2 separate regions of the Sus scrofa genome follow, and region 2 is linked to region 1. Evidence: chromatin contacts called from public HiChIP or PLAC-seq data. All regions are on one chromosome and are shown on one strand. Each heading gives the region's core, a stretch centred on a gene start, on an enhancer-like site or on the middle of the called end of the contact. The rest is flanking DNA. Distances are from core to core; before and after follow the strand shown. Region 1 overlaps PLXNA2 (plexin-A2). Region 2 overlaps PLXNA2 (plexin-A2).

Region 1 (4,309 bases), core at 1,683-4,182:
CTCATGTCTTGGCTGTCGTCAAGAATGCACAGCCCTCATTCTCATGCTTTTACCTTTTCTCTGTCACCATCTGGCCCCTCCTGATCCTGGCTAAACCACCTAACAGGGGCAGTCATAATCCTAGGCACCTTTGACTGTTATTATTATGAAAAGTATCACAGCCAGGCTAGTGCTGCTGGTGAGGTGCAGGTGGTGTGACAGCAGTGACAGTGATGATAAAATGCAGGTGGTGGTCAGGGAGGAGCTACAGAGGGTGGGAGTTCTAGGCTGTCATGAACTTGCACTCAATTTGTTAAAATTGTATGCTGATGCTAATTTCTCTTCCAACCCCCTTTGCAAAAGGGGAGGACAAGTAAGCACAGAGGCACGTGCTCCCTGACCTCCTGGAAAAGGCTACAGAGTGGGTTGCAGGGCGGAGAGAATCCTGTCCTGAGCTGAGCTGGAAATGCCTGACTGTCATTTCCTCCCCGCACTGCCCGCCTGCAGCAGCTGATCAGGAAGGTATTAGATGCCTTCACTAGCTGTCACCAACACCTGCCTCCTGAATCCTGATCAGGGAGATGGTGTCACCGTTCAGTCCAAAGAAAATGTTTAATGACACCTGCTTCCCAGAGAGGCAAGCGTGGCCTCTCCTTGGCATCAGGAGTGCCCAGAGTGCTTCACTGATTGGGCGAGCGTCCCAGGGCGGCACATCCTGCTTGGAGACTGGTAGAAGAACAGACACTAGGCAGGTCTGGCTCGTGAGAGTGCATGTGACACAGTGACTTATAGGAACTAGGCAGAAAGAGGAGAAAGGACAGGAAGAAGGAGGCATCGCTGAGAAACCCCCTGAGGTTGACACTAGCAGAAAACCAGAATAGGAGGAAATGCTAGGTGTGCACAGTCACAGGCACATGGTCACTGGTCTCTACCAAATTGAGGATGGAAAATTCATTCTAAGACAGACCGTGGAATGGATGGAAATGAAGAACTGGGAATATTGACATGTAAATTACTGCTAATAACGGCTGATGTGTCTCAAACCCTTCTAACGGGCCAGGCATTGTTCTGTGTACTTTCTGTGTATTAACTGACTTCATCGTAATAGTCCCAGGAGCTGGGTGCTAGCACTCATTTCATTATGTATAAACAGTGAGATAGCAGCCGGGAGAGCCAAGTACCCTGACCAAGCTTACACAGCTCTCGCCTCTGTCTGGATCCGAGCATCCAAGGTCAGGGCTCATGACCATTGCCCCACACCGCCTCTCCCCAGAGCTAGGTGCCCTTCCCCCTCACTCTCAATGCAGATGGGAGGCTTGGTCCTCGCCAGCTGAGCCCTGCTTTGGAAGAGCCACCTGGTAACCTCAGCCTTGGCATGACAGAGGAAAGACAGAGGCTCTCAACGTGCTGTTGAGGTCGGTGGTCCTTGGGAAAGCTGCCGTTTGAGGTGGAGGGCAAACCTTGCCTGCACTCCCCTGCACAGCAGGAAACCAAGTCCCCTCCTGACCCTGCTGCACCACTGATGCTCCCAAACAGTGACCCTCGAGCCCCACGGAATGAACTCGCTTGGCTGGGCACTAGAAGCAGTCTGTCCCAGATTAGGTGCTGGTTGAGGGGTAAGAGGATAACAGTTCGACTAGTGATTTGTTGAGAACTGACTTAACTGGCCTTACCAGGCAGGATGGAAGGACCTCAGCAGTTCTTGCCATCATAGGTTCTAGAAGCTGAAGGAAGCAAGTCTTGAGGTATCATTTTGTCTGAATGAAGAAGTCTTAGAAACTGCTTCATCCTAACACCCTTTATTTTAAGATCAGGAAAGAGGCTCAAGTTGATGCTGGACCAGTCTAAAGACATACAACTCAGGGGTGACACAGGCAGGACTTGAATCTAGGGCTCTCTGGGTCCCCCACTCTTCCTCCTGCCCCATGAATCCATGTCTTCTAGCCACCAGGCCAACTTCCCCATTCATACTTCAACCCTCAGCATCCCTACAGGCTGCAGAGAGGCTGTGTTGGGACGTGTGCAGTAGTATGCTGGAAACGCTCACCCTGGCTCTCTTCCCTTTCCTCCAACGCATGCTTCCCCGCTTGAGCCCCTTCGTTGGGCAAGGGAGGGCTGGGAATCAGAGGTCTGCCCACTGCGTTCATTCCCATGGAAAGAAAGAACATGAGTAGAAAGAGAAGTCAGGAGCTCTGGCGGGATTCCTGCCGTGCAGTCTCCTGGGGAGGCTGCAGTGATAATAATAACAGCCAGCACAAGTCGAGCACTCACTGAGCGCCAGTTCCCAGGCTAAGACGTTTCGCTGCATTTGCTCATTTATTCTGATGACAACCCGAGAGATCGGTCCTGTAATTACCCCGTTCTACCGGAAAGGACCTCACCTTGGCCTTGGTCCCAAATTTCCTCCCCGATTCGATTCTACTGTGTCTCTGGAGGCCTGGGCAGGGAGGCGAAATGGTTAACCTCGCGCCCTGCCCTTTGGTGTTACCTCTGCTGCCGGAACCTTCTTCCACTCAAGGGCTAAGCCTCTCTGCGCACGTACGCTGGGGGGGAGGCAGGGGGGCACTGCCCACAAACTCAAAGCCTGCATGTCTCAGTGAGCACTGTCCCAAAGGCAAGACCCCTGGTGCAGCTTGATCCTCACGGCCCTTCCTTCGGGGACACACAGCTCTCTCCACCTGGAGGCAAGGGAGCTTTGCCACCCGGAGACAAGCCAGCAGGGCCTCCTGCGGGTCCCTAGCCGGCTGAGGAATTCGAGCTTGCTGCTCTGTCCTTTCCGCAGCTCCTCTTGAGGAATTCACGTCCTGCTACCGGCCCCAGGACGTAGCTAAAAATAACCTCTGATTTTCAAACCGAAAGCTCTGTCTGTGGGGAGGCTTTGCTGGGGAGTCTGTGGGGCCGGAAGGGCTGTGTCAGAGCCTCTGAGGTCAGCCTGGGCCTCGTGCGCCGTTGCCTTCCTCTTTCCAAGGAAGCCCGGGGCCTGATGAGTCAGCCCAGAGCGCCCTGCTGGAGCCCAGCTGGAGGAGAGCAGTGGGGAGCGGGGGAGACCGCTGGCCCCGTGGAGGCTGGCAGGTGTGGATGCACAGCCGAGGAGGTGTTCGAGGGGGTGTTTCTGAAGCTGCAGAGCAGAAACCATGTGGATTCCCCAGGTGGCATCGGTTCTAGTTCCAGCGTGGTGTCGTCACACTGGGGGCCAAGAGGCACAGGACACTCCCGAGGCGCCGTGGAGCAAATCCTTCGTCCTTGGCTTGGGCGCTTCCCCTCCTGCTGCCTCCCCACCCAGAGTTCTGTCTGGACTTGTCTGAGGAGGTTGCAGGACAATCTGTCCAGCTGGAGAAAAGATTTCTCTGCTAGACAGCTCGCTGCCTCCTGCTGCCGCTGCCACCACTGTCCCTCCCTCTCCGCAAGAGCCAGCAGCAACGCTGGCAGAGTGATGCCAGGCTCCACTGTCCACCCGCTGCCCAGGAGTCTAGAAGCTCTCTCAGGAGCCCTGCCTTGCCCCTCTGAGCAGCTTCCTTGGAACAGGGAGGAACAACTATAGAGCCTGGGGGTTGGGAGGGCAGGGGGGAAGCAAAGAAATTTGGGGGGGCTGACCAGGCAGGGCAGGCAGCCCAACATCCACCACATGGAGCCCTACGCAGTCACAGGTCCCTGCAGGGGCTTCAGTGAGGCTTAACTTCAACTTGCCTCTCTTTGCTTCTGCCCACATTTCCCAAACCCAGAACCTTTGCCCAGATGGCTGAAGCTGGCCTCAGCTAGCCAGTCCCCGTGAGCAAGGAGGCCGCTCCCCCCACGCTCCACCTGCAGAGATGACGTGGAAGCAGCTTCCCCAGGACCTGGCAGCCCGCTCGCAGGGAGGCGGTGGCTGGCGTCCTCCTGCCTCCAAGGGGGCTGGGTGCCTGCCCATCTCCTGGGGACCCTTCTGGCTGCTGAATAGCACCTGTGGGGGTCCCAGTCCTTCGGCCTTCGTGTAGCTCTCCACCCAAACAAGTTCCAACAGCTAACAATCAGGGAGTCTTCCTTCAAGAGAGGACGAGGCTGAGGGTCAGTGAGAGTTACTCAGGGTGACCAGCTGTCCCCTTTCCTGTGGGACAGAGCATGAAAGAGTAAAGAGTCCGCAGGGTGAGGGGTGGAAGTCGGAAATAAAAAGGAAGTTTTTGCAATGGCAGACTCGGAATAGCTGGCCAGGAGGGCCTGGGAGAGGGCCGTCCCAGCCAGCTTTTACAGGACAAGGGAGCTTCCCCCCGGACGGGGAGAGGACAGGCCAGGTGACTGGCTGGGGAAGGCGGGCTGCTGTCCCAACACTGAGATCAGCTGACAGGGGGAGCTC
Region 2 (4,346 bases), core at 615-3,114, 190 kb after region 1:
GGCAGCATGGGAGCGAGTGGGATGGAGGACAAGACAAAGGCAAAGGGGTGGGGAGGGGGCAGCAGGAGAGGACCGGCCTCCCCATCCCACCTTCTACTTAACAGGGGCCTGAAATGCTGGGAAAGCGGACTTGCCCCCCACCCACCCCGGGAGACCAGACCAGGGTCACTTCCTCTGTAATTAACTTGGGCCCCGGCTTCTCTGCGCCCTGCTTTACCTCCAGACACTTCCCATTTCCAAAGGCTCTGCTGACCACACTGGATTCCAGGAAAGGGCTGGGGGGCTCTGAGGATTTGGGTCTCCGTACTAACCACGCAGCAGACACCGCCTGGTGGCCTCAGCTCCAGTGTCTTGCCTGAATGCGGCTGACAAGTGGGAAGAGAAAGGCATTCAGCAAAATACTCAGGAAACTCGCTGTTTTCATTCTAATTCACAACCAGCCATGCCAAGGCCTCTTTCTTCTGATAATCCACTTCTGTTCAAGTTTCTTTGGGGCCTGTTAAGAGCCTGAAATACTAATGACTGGCCTTGTGCACTAAGCCAAAGCGTTTGTCCTTCCTGTAGCACCCAAAACTCGGCAGCTCAGAGCCCGTGGTTTACGGAGCTGAAAGGCCAGGCAAGATGGGCTAGAGGAATGTGAGCAGGGGCCTTCCGGCTGCCCGCTAAAACGTGAAGCCCACCGTCATCTTGTTCCGAGCTCCAGCAAAGCTTTTCTGATCACACCACTGCTCAGATGGGACTCCCGGACTTCGATCCACCAAGAAGTCAAAGTTAAGGTGTCTCAGCTGCATCTTAACCAACCCTTACCGCTATGCATCCTGCTAGGGGTCCCCCCGCAGCTACCTTGAGGGACCATTCGCTGCCCCTGAGGGTGCTTCCCTGCAGGTTTGGGGGAGAGGAGAGAATGTTGGGGGGATGGCCACTTGGAGAAGAGAGGCAGCAGAGCTGGTGTGAGCGCTTGGCCACATTTCTCAGGATTCCAGAAGAGAGGGGGGGAGTGGGGGCTGGCAGAGGAGGTGGCACAGAGGCTCCGGTAAGGAAGAAGTTAAGGTCAAGGACGACTTGACTGGATTCAAGTCAGGCCCTGAGGGTGAAAGGTTACAGAGCCTCGCTCGGCTTTGGGTCACCGTGAGCCCACACCTGTGGATTGGGAGGAGAAGGACTTGGCCTGTCGGCACCCTTATCCAACGTGAAGATATTTTGACCTCGCGTGGGGAGGAAATAATAAAGTCACAGCCCCCGAGCCCCCCCACCATGAAGCCATCCGTTTTGGAGGGAGGTAGAGAGGGACTTCTCTCTCAAAGCTTGATCCAGCTTCGTTTTATTTCATGGATCTGAACGAGAGACGATTCTCTGGACAAAGGGGAAGAAAGGCACCCCAGGAATGTGCCGGGCAAGACAGAGCAGGCCCGCGGACAAGAGGGAGATGGACAGGCTCTCCGTCGGGGTGGAGGGGTCCCTCCAGCGGGCCTGCGGCAGCCGCCCACCCTCCACAGGGGGCAGGTGGTCCCCTCGCTTTCCCACCTCCCCACAGCGCATCTCAGAACCTCTGCTGACCCACCGCTGGCGCGCGGCGAGCTCCCCCTCCTTCGAAAGTTGTGTTTAAAAAGCTCGGAGCAACCGGAAACCTCACTCACAGGAGGGAGCTGTTCCAACATCCATCCGTTCATTCGGGACCTTTGTGCAGTGACGTCCTTGGCGGAGGCCCTGCTCCAGGTGCTGAGAAACAGCAATGGACGAGATTAAGAAGGACCTTCTAGCAACTCGGCATTCTTCGGGCTGCTGGTTCCTGCTCACCAGCTCAGCCGGAACCACTCCCCTCCCCGGCCTGCGGAGGACGGGAGTTCTGTAGAAAAGGGAACCAGAGGAAGGAAGAAAGCCAGCCAATGCCGCTGCCTTACCTCATGCCGGGGACAGTCGTCACGCTGTGAGAGCCTCTCTCCGCCCCCTGCCACCGTGTCTCCTGGTGGCACTTCCCCCACTGCTTAAGCTCCTGCCTTTCTTTCATTTCTACCAAATGAGGACAAGCAATAGCAGTCGAGGCCCCCGGCCCGCGGAGCGTGAAGCAGAAGCGATGGAAGGGTGGGCTACACTGCAGTGGTCGGGCCGGAGAGGGAGAGTGTCCGAAAGCCTCTGGCTGATGGGTCTCCAGGTGCATCCCAGCCACTACCCCTGCCCCCGTTAACCCGCGGGCAGCACCTGCTCCCAGGCATGCGGTGTGCGGCCTGAAGCTCCTGGGGCCTGGCCATGGACTGGAAAGACCTGAGCCTCGGCGGCCAGGGCTCCCCCAGAGAGAAAAGGCCAGGGAGCCTTCTGGACACAGGGCCGTGAAAGCAGAGCCCTGGCCGGCGACTTGGGAGATGACGTTCAGGGCCTCCCGGCGCCTCATCTTAGGAACAAGCTTTGAGACGACGGCGGCATCCTCGTCATCACTCCGTCTCTCTTCCCACCTCTCTCCTTTCTTCTGGTCGCCCTTCTGCCGCAGTGTTCGCCCTGGGGCTCAGCGATGCTGGGGATGGAGGACAACATGTCACCTTTGCTATTGAGGGGCGGTCCCGGGAGGCAGGGCCTCGGCCCATCAGCAAACTGGAGTCTGGGCCTTTCGTGGACACACCCAGCACGTTCCCTCACCTTAAAGGGACTCCACCCTCCGACGGGTCTGCAGGGCTGCCTGCCCCCCGAACCTCGCCTCAGGGGTGATGGGAGGCGCCCTCTGGATTTCAGTCGAGGCCGTGCCTCTGGCCTCCTGGGCTGTCATGTTGGCGTCACAGGTGGAGAACACCGTGGAGCCTAGTTTCCTACAGGCAGATGTTCCTGGGTGTTTCTGGGAGGGAGGGACAAGCCCTCTACACCCTGAGACCAGGGGACCTCAGCCCACATGCCCCTCCCTCAACTTCCACCCAAACCCATTCTTCTTACACTGGAAACTGTATTATATATATATATATATTTTTTTTTAAAAGCTAGAAGGATAGTTGTCTGCTTTTGTTGTTTTTACAGGTGTTGTGGAATAAAAACTGTAAGAAAATTAAGTATTTAAAACGTTCCAATAAAATGGGGTTTTTTGGTTATTCTAATATATTATTGTGTACCTATTGTAAATACGAAACACTCCTATTTTGCAAGCCAAGGACACAATTTGTACTGTTGTTATATATAAATAAAGTTTACTGGATTAAAAAAAAACTTAAATCTTCAAATAAACCTGGTTGCTCACTGGTACATATGGAGACTTTCACGGGCGTATTTAGAAGCACAGGAAGATGAGCTAAGCTGTTTTGAGGAACTTCTAGAATTCTCTCTGGAGCCAGAGCTTATTGATGTCCAGTCATCACTGTCCACACACACACACACACACACACACACACACACACACACACACACACACACAGGCCCTGGTCTGTAGCAATAGGTGAGTACTGCCCCCGAGCCCCAAGACCCAGAATATGGCTTTTCTGCAACAGGAGGCTGATGGAGCCGACTTCGGGGTGAGATGCTTTCCAAAGAGTGGCTGAGGTCTCAGAAGGAGGAAGTCCACGCAGAGCCCCTCCTGAAAATTACATTCATTTATTTGTATTGAAAATGCTAACCCCTGCCGTGGCCTGGCGCTGTGCTCAGTCCTGGAGGATGAAATAACAAATGAGAAAGACATGCTCTTAGGCCTCACTGGCCTTTCAGTGTGTGAAGATCATGAGGATTCTGAACAAGGCCTCAGCCATGTCTGGAAGGGAGTCTGCTTTCTTTTCTTTTCGGTTGAGAGGCTAAGGGCAATCTAGGGAGAGGTGTCAGACTTCAGTGCTTTAGGTCCAGCCCAGGGGAGAGAGAGGGGCTGGGCTCTGGCCTGGGGGCTAAAAGCAGTTTGGGGTGACGTGGAGTCCGGGGCGGCGAGGCCTGGAGGCAGCGGATCAGTGTTTGGCCTGAGGACCCCAGGCCCCTGCCCTTGCTCTACCTCCATTTTTCTACTGTTCTTCCTCCCTCCCTCCCTCCCTGCCTTTCTTTCTCTCTTTCTCTCTTTTTATGTCCACATCTGCAACATACAGAAGTTCCCAGGCTAGGAACTGAATCAGACCACAGCACACTGGATCCTTAACCCACTGAGTGAGGCCAGGGATCGAACCTGCATCCTCATGGATATTATGTCGGCTTCCTAACCCACTGAGCCAGAACAGGAACTCGACTACGTTTCTTCCTTGTGTCCCAAAGTGTGTGGGTGGCGTTTGCACTCTCTGTTGCTAAAAGCAGCGGACAAGGATAACGTGGCATCCGAATCGAGTGTGCCGGGAGACCACCGGTCTCTTCCCGATAATAGGGTCAGAGCTGTGTCTGGGCCGGGTCTGGGCCCACAG

Evidence for each region. HiChIP or PLAC-seq counts read pairs in DNA pulled down with a chosen protein or histone mark.
Region 2: an H3K27ac HiChIP or PLAC-seq map of alveolar macrophages shows a contact between it and region 1. The contact joins two enhancer-like sites. A contact is called at or near these places in 2 of 47 Hi-C or Micro-C datasets (both in skeletal muscle) and 2 of 2 datasets of contacts at active chromatin or transcription factors (alveolar macrophages and skeletal muscle).

The regions. Positions count from the first base shown.
Region 1 is chr9:134,605,824-134,610,132 of Sscrofa11.1, forward strand. The region is part of intron 1 of PLXNA2 (plexin-A2); the gene reads left to right. Among named protein-coding and RNA genes, the nearest start is that of PLXNA2, 23 kb to the left of the region's middle. Within about 2 kb of position 2,933, at least 52 of the 83 cell types and tissues checked have an H3K27ac peak or open chromatin away from gene starts, as enhancers often do. A contact at or near this core is called in alveolar macrophages, where this site is marked.
Region 2 is chr9:134,797,272-134,801,617 of Sscrofa11.1, forward strand. PLXNA2 (plexin-A2) reads left to right here. Exons shown (of 35, transcript XM_021063894.1): 35 at 1-3,200. Among named protein-coding and RNA genes, the nearest start is that of CD34, 110 kb to the right of the region's middle. Within about 2 kb of position 1,865, at least 4 of the 83 cell types and tissues checked have an H3K27ac peak or open chromatin away from gene starts, as enhancers often do. A contact at or near this core is called in alveolar macrophages, where this site is marked.